2 separate regions of the Mus musculus genome follow, and region 2 is linked to region 1. Evidence: chromatin contacts called from public HiChIP or PLAC-seq data. All regions are on one chromosome and are shown on one strand. The core of a region is the stretch at or near the end of the contact, and the rest is flanking DNA. Distances in the headings are between cores, read along the strand shown. Region 1 holds the start of B230206L02Rik (RIKEN cDNA B230206L02 gene). Region 2 holds the start of Eme1 (essential meiotic structure-specific endonuclease 1).

Region 1 (3,531 bases), core at 730-3,229:
TGGAAAGCTGGAGTTGCTGGCCGATCCCAGTTGCTTTTTTGGAAATAGTAATCAGAGAGACCGCTAACACTGAGGACCAGCCAGCCACCCTTTCCTCCAGTGACTCAATCTATAACGAAGTTGTTTTCTGTATGTATGTGGACGGGGCTCCCTTTTCGTATCTTTTTCTGAGACAGTCTCATTAGGTATACCGCACTGGCTGGCCTGGACCTTGTGATCCTCCGGTCTCAGCCCCTGCAATGTGGGGATTATAGGTGCCTACTGCATAAAATGATCTGTGGTTATTTGGGTTTTTTGTTTTTATTTTTATTGAGGGTACCAGGATACCTAGAAAACCTCTCCTGGGGAAGAGGTTGGGATCATGCCCCACGTCACCCATGCCACAGAGCCTAGGCTTCCTCGGGGAACCTGAGCAAAAGGAACATTCCAGTGAGTGTACTGGGAATTCTTAGAAAAGTTTCAGGGCCATCTATCTGTGCCATCTATCCTTGACTCCTTTCTGACCGGGATCTGTGGGGAAATGTCCTCTTAAGCCTCTCAGCCCTCCTGGGCTACAACTGTCTCCCCCAGAGCCCTCAAATAATCCGGTCCCTGTGAGGAGACATTGGGTACAGCTGGCCGCCTGCCCCTCTGAGAGGGCATGCTAGTAATGTCAAGGCCAAATATAGAGGGAACCAGATACCTCATGGGCCCAGGGCCTAGGGAGCCCCATGGACTCCACCGCACCTGCCCCACCCCCAGCTCTTTCGGAGTCCTGCAACCTCCACCCCCTTCCAGCCTGGGCAAGCAGCCAGGAGACTGGCATCCCCTTCTCCTGGCCCCAGTCCACTTGGGGACATGTCCCAACAAGTCCAAGCACAGCAGGAGGCTGGCCCAAGGGTGTGGGGGGCAGAGTTTGCGCTGGGCGTGCGTGCCTGCGTGGGGACACCTCTCCAAGCCCTTTTACAAGCGTACCTTCCCACCTGGCTCTCAACACCAGGAGGCCAAGAGGAACCACTCCTGCCCTTGGTTCTTTAACTTCCTCGGGAGACCAAGACCATAAAGCTGGGGTGGGGGAGACCAGAGAGCCAGGTCAAACCCCAATAAACTGCTGGACACACCGAACTGCAAATAATTAGTCCCGATTGCCTCCACCGTCCTCTCTGGGGAGTGAAAGGTCAAAGGGCAGAGTTGCTGACGCAAATGTCAAGGGAGACATGTGGAGGCTTGAAACAGCTGGGATCCTGCTCCCAGCGAGGTCACTAGAGCCCTGAACACTGTGTCCCCCCCGCCCCCGCCCCCCGCCCCGGGCAACTGGGAGAGCTGTTCTCAAAGCACCAGAGGTGAGGGGGCTCTGTGGCTTTTCCCTCCTGGCTCCAAGGTCACCGAGACCTGATGGAGAAGGTTAATCAGGCTCTTGGGGAAAGCTTAACCTGCCTGATACTCGGTTCTGCTCGTGAGCCTCTGCTACCTCTACAAAGAGGGAAGAGACCTCTGTCTCCTGTGAGGGGAATCCTGGCTCCAAACCCTCTTCTCGGTTGGCACACCTTGGCAGCTCTGCCAGTCTGTGCACAGTGGCGACCCCCAGCGGCTGGATTAGGGCTTGAACTTGGGGCTGGGGCTAGGCTGCTGCCATCCTAACACTGCAGCCTGAGGCCCAGGCCAGGGAACATGGGACATAGCAAGAGCAGCTTGGCTTTGGTCAAGAATATTTACTAAGCCTTAATTTTTTCCTCCTTGAATTGTGGCTAGACCTCAGCCGAAATAGCCCACTGTTAGCATAATAGGGTCAACATGTCTAAGGATGAACTCCGCCTCCTGGGCCCAAACCTGCTCCTCCTCCGGACTTCCCTGTTTCCATTAATAGCACTGCCACCACCCAGTCCCTGGAGCTCCGAACCTTGTCATCTTCAACTCCTCCTCTCTGGACTGGGCACCTGACCTGCCCCTCCTCAGTCTTCAGGCCACCCTTCCGTCCTCCAGCGAGTTGGCCTTTTTACAGAGCCACTGGAGTGCTCAACAGCGCCACCTATGGGCCAGACCCGATCACATGACCCAACACCTGCTGACTTTGTAACCTGGGGCAAGTCTCAGCTTCCTTGGCTATAACTTGAGAGTGAGAATAGTCATTTGGTAGGATAATGTGTGACCCAAGTGACAGAATGTACCTGAAAACCCTATCATGTAGGATGTTCCTAGGCACAGGAAAATTTTACACACCCTGTTCTCCAAAGCCTCTATTTTATAAACAAGGAACTGAGACCTGACAGGGGCATTGAATACCAAGTGTCTTTACAATACACTGCAGAGCCAGCTAGGATGTGGAAGCTCCTGGAAGTTTTAGTGTGTCTCCCTCCCCCATCATTCCACTCTAGAACCCACAATTAAAAGCTGCCGCTGGCTTCATTAGGCCCATCCCCTGCCTTCAGGGGGAGGGACACCTGCCAGGTGTCCAGGTCATTAGCCATAGGAAGTAATCTTGAGATGTGACAAGCACAGGTCACATACAGCAGTCTGAGTCAGGGAAGCCATGTGCAAGGTTCCAAATGGGGCTGAGCATACAGCCACCTGCTTGAGGGGCAAGGCCTCATTCCAGAAGTTCCAAAGGGTAGGGGTCTCTGGTGCAACTCAGCTGCCCTGAGTGGCCTTGTACCTTTAGTGGCCATGTACTTCTTAGGGTCAGGAAGTGAAGTACAGGCTACCCCAGCTTGCTGTTATCCAGGCCTTCTTCCCTGTGGGAAGATGTTCCCTTCATTCACCCTGTGGATAGGACTTGAATTCCACACACTCCCTTCAGATGAATGGTAGGAGACCTGCCTAGGTCATAATCATTACCAGATTTCCCTGAAGAGGCCACAGCAAGAACTGCTGGTGAAAAGGCTTTTAGCATGAGGTGGATGGACCCTCCTGGAGTCCTTGTCACCTGTCCTCTAAGGCCATGGCTCTCAAGTGGATGGTTGCTTTTGTATTCCCAGCGGACACTTAGCAGCATCTAGAACCCGTTTCTCTTGTCACAAATGGAGAGTGGGTACCGCTAGACATTTTTAGTGGGTCAGGACCAAACATGATGCTCTAAGCCTCTTAGGGCTCAGGACAGAACTGAAGACGGGCCAGCCAGCTGACAGGCACAGGCCTGACCTCCAGCTTTTGTAATGATCTTTGGGTTCTTGTCCCCCTGCCCAGCCCAGGGAAGTTTCTAGAATAGTCCATGCTGACTTCTCAACTCTTTCAACAAGGACAAAGAGGCCCTGGAAAGACACCCAGACCTGGACACTCCCCATCCTGTTTCATGAGCCTTGTTGTCCACTGGATCTGCATGTAGTCCCTGGCACTGAATTCATTAGGGGAAAGCTGAGAGCAGTGAGGTACAAAATGGCTCTCTCAGCTCTCCTTAGATTCAGCCTGCAGCCCCGGGAGGGAGGTGAACTTGTTGAGGAGCAGAGGCAGGAATACCTTGTCAGGGCCAGGAAGCTTCTGCAGCACTGTCTAGTGGTCACATGTTCTCCTTTGGCCTCTACAAACACCATTCCTATGTAAACCAGTGCCCTGAGA
Region 2 (3,531 bases), core at 535-3,034, 520 kb before region 1:
TGTTTCAGGGGATCCAATGGCCTTTTCTTACCTCTGCTGGTACCAAGTATACCGTGTGGTATGCATATATACACATAGGCAAAACATTCATACACAAAAATAAAATCCAGGCTGTCTGTTTTAGGTCTCTAGGCATAGTATAGGATCTTAGGATCTAGTATCAGCCCATTTAGAGTTGCTTTATGGGTGTTTGGGGGCATAGCACTGGTTATCTAGGTTTCTCAAATTCCCATAAGAACAGAAAGTTGCTGGGATACAAGACTAGCTCTCAGAGAGCAGGCTGGGCATGGTGGCACAGGCAAGCTTTTGATGCTAGCACTTGGGAGGCAGAGGCAGGCAGATCTCTGTGACAACAGGACCAGTTTGGTCTAGAGACTGAGTTCTAGGACAGCCAGGGCTTCATAGTGATACAGTGTCTCCAAACAAACAAACATCACAAAAAAAGAACTTAGGAGACATCTTCAATGTCCAGCAATGGAATGGAATCCCCTCCCCCCTCTCCTGTAGCCCATGAAGACCTTGAACTTGCAATCCTCAGGCCTTTACTTCACATATAACCGAGGTTACAGGCATGCACTTCCTGGCTTCACCCACTCACTTACTGGTGATTGGTGTTTTGCTTTTGCCTACATTGTTTCACTCATATGTCTCTGCTCTTGTGAAAAACAAGACTTTACAGATGACTCTCTTCCCTCATTTTACAGAGCAGTAAGACTTGTGGAATCTATATCTTCAGAACAGACAGATGTCATATTCACCCACTACCCTCCAGCTTCTCTACCAACACCACTAATATCTGGGCCAAATGATCTATCCTATAGCAAGTCTTGCAGATGGTTTTCTGTGTAGGTTATTTTATTTTATTTTATTTTATGTTATTTTATTTATTTATAGCTTTTGAGTCTGTGACCCAGGCTGGCCTTGGATCTGATGAAATCTTCCTGCCCCAGGCTCCTAAGTGCAGGGATTATAGGCACTACTATTCCTGGTCCCACTTGGTTTCATTTTCATTTATTTATTTGCACCCAGTCTGCCTCCTCTTAATTGGCTCCTCAAAACTGTAAAACCGAGTCAAGTCATTTTCTTGCCTTCTGTCTACACAGGTTTGGTTGGGTCTGTCTCTTTTAGGTCTAAATTGCTATCCCTTCAAGAGACTTCCTTGGTCCCCTAATCTAAGACTCTTCACAATACTATTCGAGATTACAACTAAGTTACTCACGTGTTTACTGGCTGAACTCACAAGGCGTTAGAAACCATGTTTATGCTGGTACTCTGAGCAGTGTCTCACCAGACCTAAGCGTTGGTCATGGTCATAGACATCTGAAATACCAGCTCTAAGACGGCAAACTACACAGTGGGAACCTACCTCAAAAGCGAGGAAAGGAAAAAAGCTAAGTCTTGAATATCAATTAAATGTTTTGAACTTAGTCTTCTTCAAATCCGGAGGGATCCACATAAACCCAGAGGGGACAGAGCTTCTGGAGTAACTATCCAACGGGCTTTCATTCTGCACTCCCACCCTCCGCAAGCACCGCCCACAACGTGTCACGTGACCGGAGACAGTCGCCCTCCAAAGGTCCGGAGCCCCTCACTTCTTCCCCGTATCTAGGTTCACCATGGGCTCCAGTTTCCATCTCCCAGCCTCCCTGCTGTCTCGCCTCGCAATAGCCACAGTGCTGAGCTACCTGCTGCCCGCGTCCTCAGCGTAAGCGCCGCCGCCGCCATATTTGCTTCACGTTCACTTCCAGGCTGGGAAGTCTGCTTCCGCTACCGGGATAGATCTACTTCCGGGTCTTGCGGACAATTCAAAGAGTGGCGGGAGCAGTAGCAGGTGAGCCCAGATCTCTTGGGGTTTATGGCCGGGACCTCCGGCGACTTCTGCAGTGGACCGTGGGCCCCAGAGACAAGGAGTGTGGCCAGCACGGACGTTTGTCCCACTCCAGGAACCACACGAAGGTCCCTAGGGAGGGACCAGGGTGAGGCTCAGCTAGATTCTGTGCTAGACTGGTTGTAGATGCACAATTTCATTTAATTCCTTACAAACCTAAGTTACTGGTATTATGTTAAATTGAGATCCAGGAAGACTGCAAAGATTATCAGTCACTAATTATTGTTGAAAGAATGATTCTTGCGTGTAACCCAGCAGTTCCAGGCAGACTTAAGTGTACGCACAAGAGAACTGTGAAAACATACTCGTTCAAAATATTTGTACGTGAATGTCTGTAGCAACATTATCCGTAACAGCCAAGAAAGGGGAGCAGGCTAACCGTCCATCAAGCAATAAATGCGTAAACAAAATGTGACATAGCCACACAGTGGAATATTATTCAGCTATAAAAAATGAGGCAGTACTGGTGCATAGTATGGCCACAGAAGGACCCTGAAAGCATGACTGCGAAAGACACCAGTCACCAAAGGCACATACGGTGTGCTTTTATGAAATATACAGAACCTGTAAATCCATAGAGACAATGGATCTTATTTTATTTTTAGATGCTGGGAGAGAGAAAGAACTTGTTTTTTTGTGTGTGGGGGCTTTTTTTTTTTTTCTTAATTTTTAAATAAATAAATAAATGCCAGGTGGTGGTGGCGCATGCCTTTAATCCCAGCACTTGGGAGGCAGAGGCAGGCGGATTTCTGAGTTCTCAGCCAGTCTGGTCTACAAAGTGAGTTCCAGGACAGCCAGGGCTATCTATACAGAGAAACCCTGTCTCAGAAAAAAAAAAAAAAAAAAAATGGTTATAGAAATACCCTTGCTTTTGAGAAGTCTCACTGTATCAAGTAGGCTGGCCTTGAACTCAAAATATCCCCCTCTGTAGCCTCCCAATAGGTGGGATTGCAGTTGTGTGCCAGCATGCCCAGTTTGTAGGATTTCTCTTTGTGATGATGGAGACATTCGGGAGTAAGAGGAGGGTAATGCTGACACAGCACAGACATACGGAGCCCCATCAGTCTGAGTGAATGATTTCTTTATCTGTTAACTGTACTAAGGCTGGGGCCTAACGTTCATGTAGGGCTCTCTATGTGCTAAGCAAGCACTCTACCGCTGCTACTCCAACACCTAAAGGATAGTTTTGAGTACTATACACTATGTGAATTGTAAGGGGAGTTTTTTCCTGTGTGTGGACATGAGCGTACATGGGTGTGTGCATAGGCATGCTTTCCACTGTGTGTAGGTTCTAGGAACTGAAATCCAACTAGGTGACATATGTTTTTGCTCACCGAGCCATCTGATTTACTTGCTTTTATTTGTCTATTTTAAATTTTCATTTCTTTTTATTTTATATGGATGTGGAGGCCAGAAGAGGGCATTGGATCTCCTGGAACTGGGATGACAGGCGGTTGTGAGAAGTGTCCAGTGTGGATGGTTGGCCTCGAACTCAGAAATCCGCCTGCCTCTGCCTCCCAAGTGCTGGGATTACATTGTTTCTTATTTTTGTTTTTGTTTTAGAAAGATCTCCATGTTAGGGGGGCCAGTGAGATATGACTCAACTGGTAAAGGTGCTTGCTGACAAGCCTGATGACCTGGGT

The links. HiChIP or PLAC-seq counts read pairs in DNA pulled down with a chosen protein or histone mark.
Region 2: an H3K4me3 HiChIP or PLAC-seq map of embryonic stem cells shows a contact between it and region 1, with 6 times the contacts expected there. The contact joins the promoter of Eme1 here to the promoter of B230206L02Rik in region 1. A contact is called at or near these places in 2 of 115 datasets of contacts at active chromatin or transcription factors (embryonic stem cells and microglia).

Annotation. Positions count from the first base shown.
Region 1 is chr11:94,131,904-94,135,434 of GRCm38.p6, reverse strand. B230206L02Rik (RIKEN cDNA B230206L02 gene) reads right to left here and starts at 1,979. Exons shown (of 4, transcript NR_167701.1): 1 at 1,880-1,979.
Region 2 is chr11:94,651,996-94,655,526 of GRCm38.p6, reverse strand. Eme1 (essential meiotic structure-specific endonuclease 1) reads left to right here and starts at 1,784. Exons shown (of 9, transcript NM_177752.5): 1 at 1,784-1,831. Mrpl27 (mitochondrial ribosomal protein L27) reads right to left here and starts at 1,736. Exons shown (of 4, transcript NM_053161.2): 1 at 1,686-1,736. The coding sequence starts at 1,725.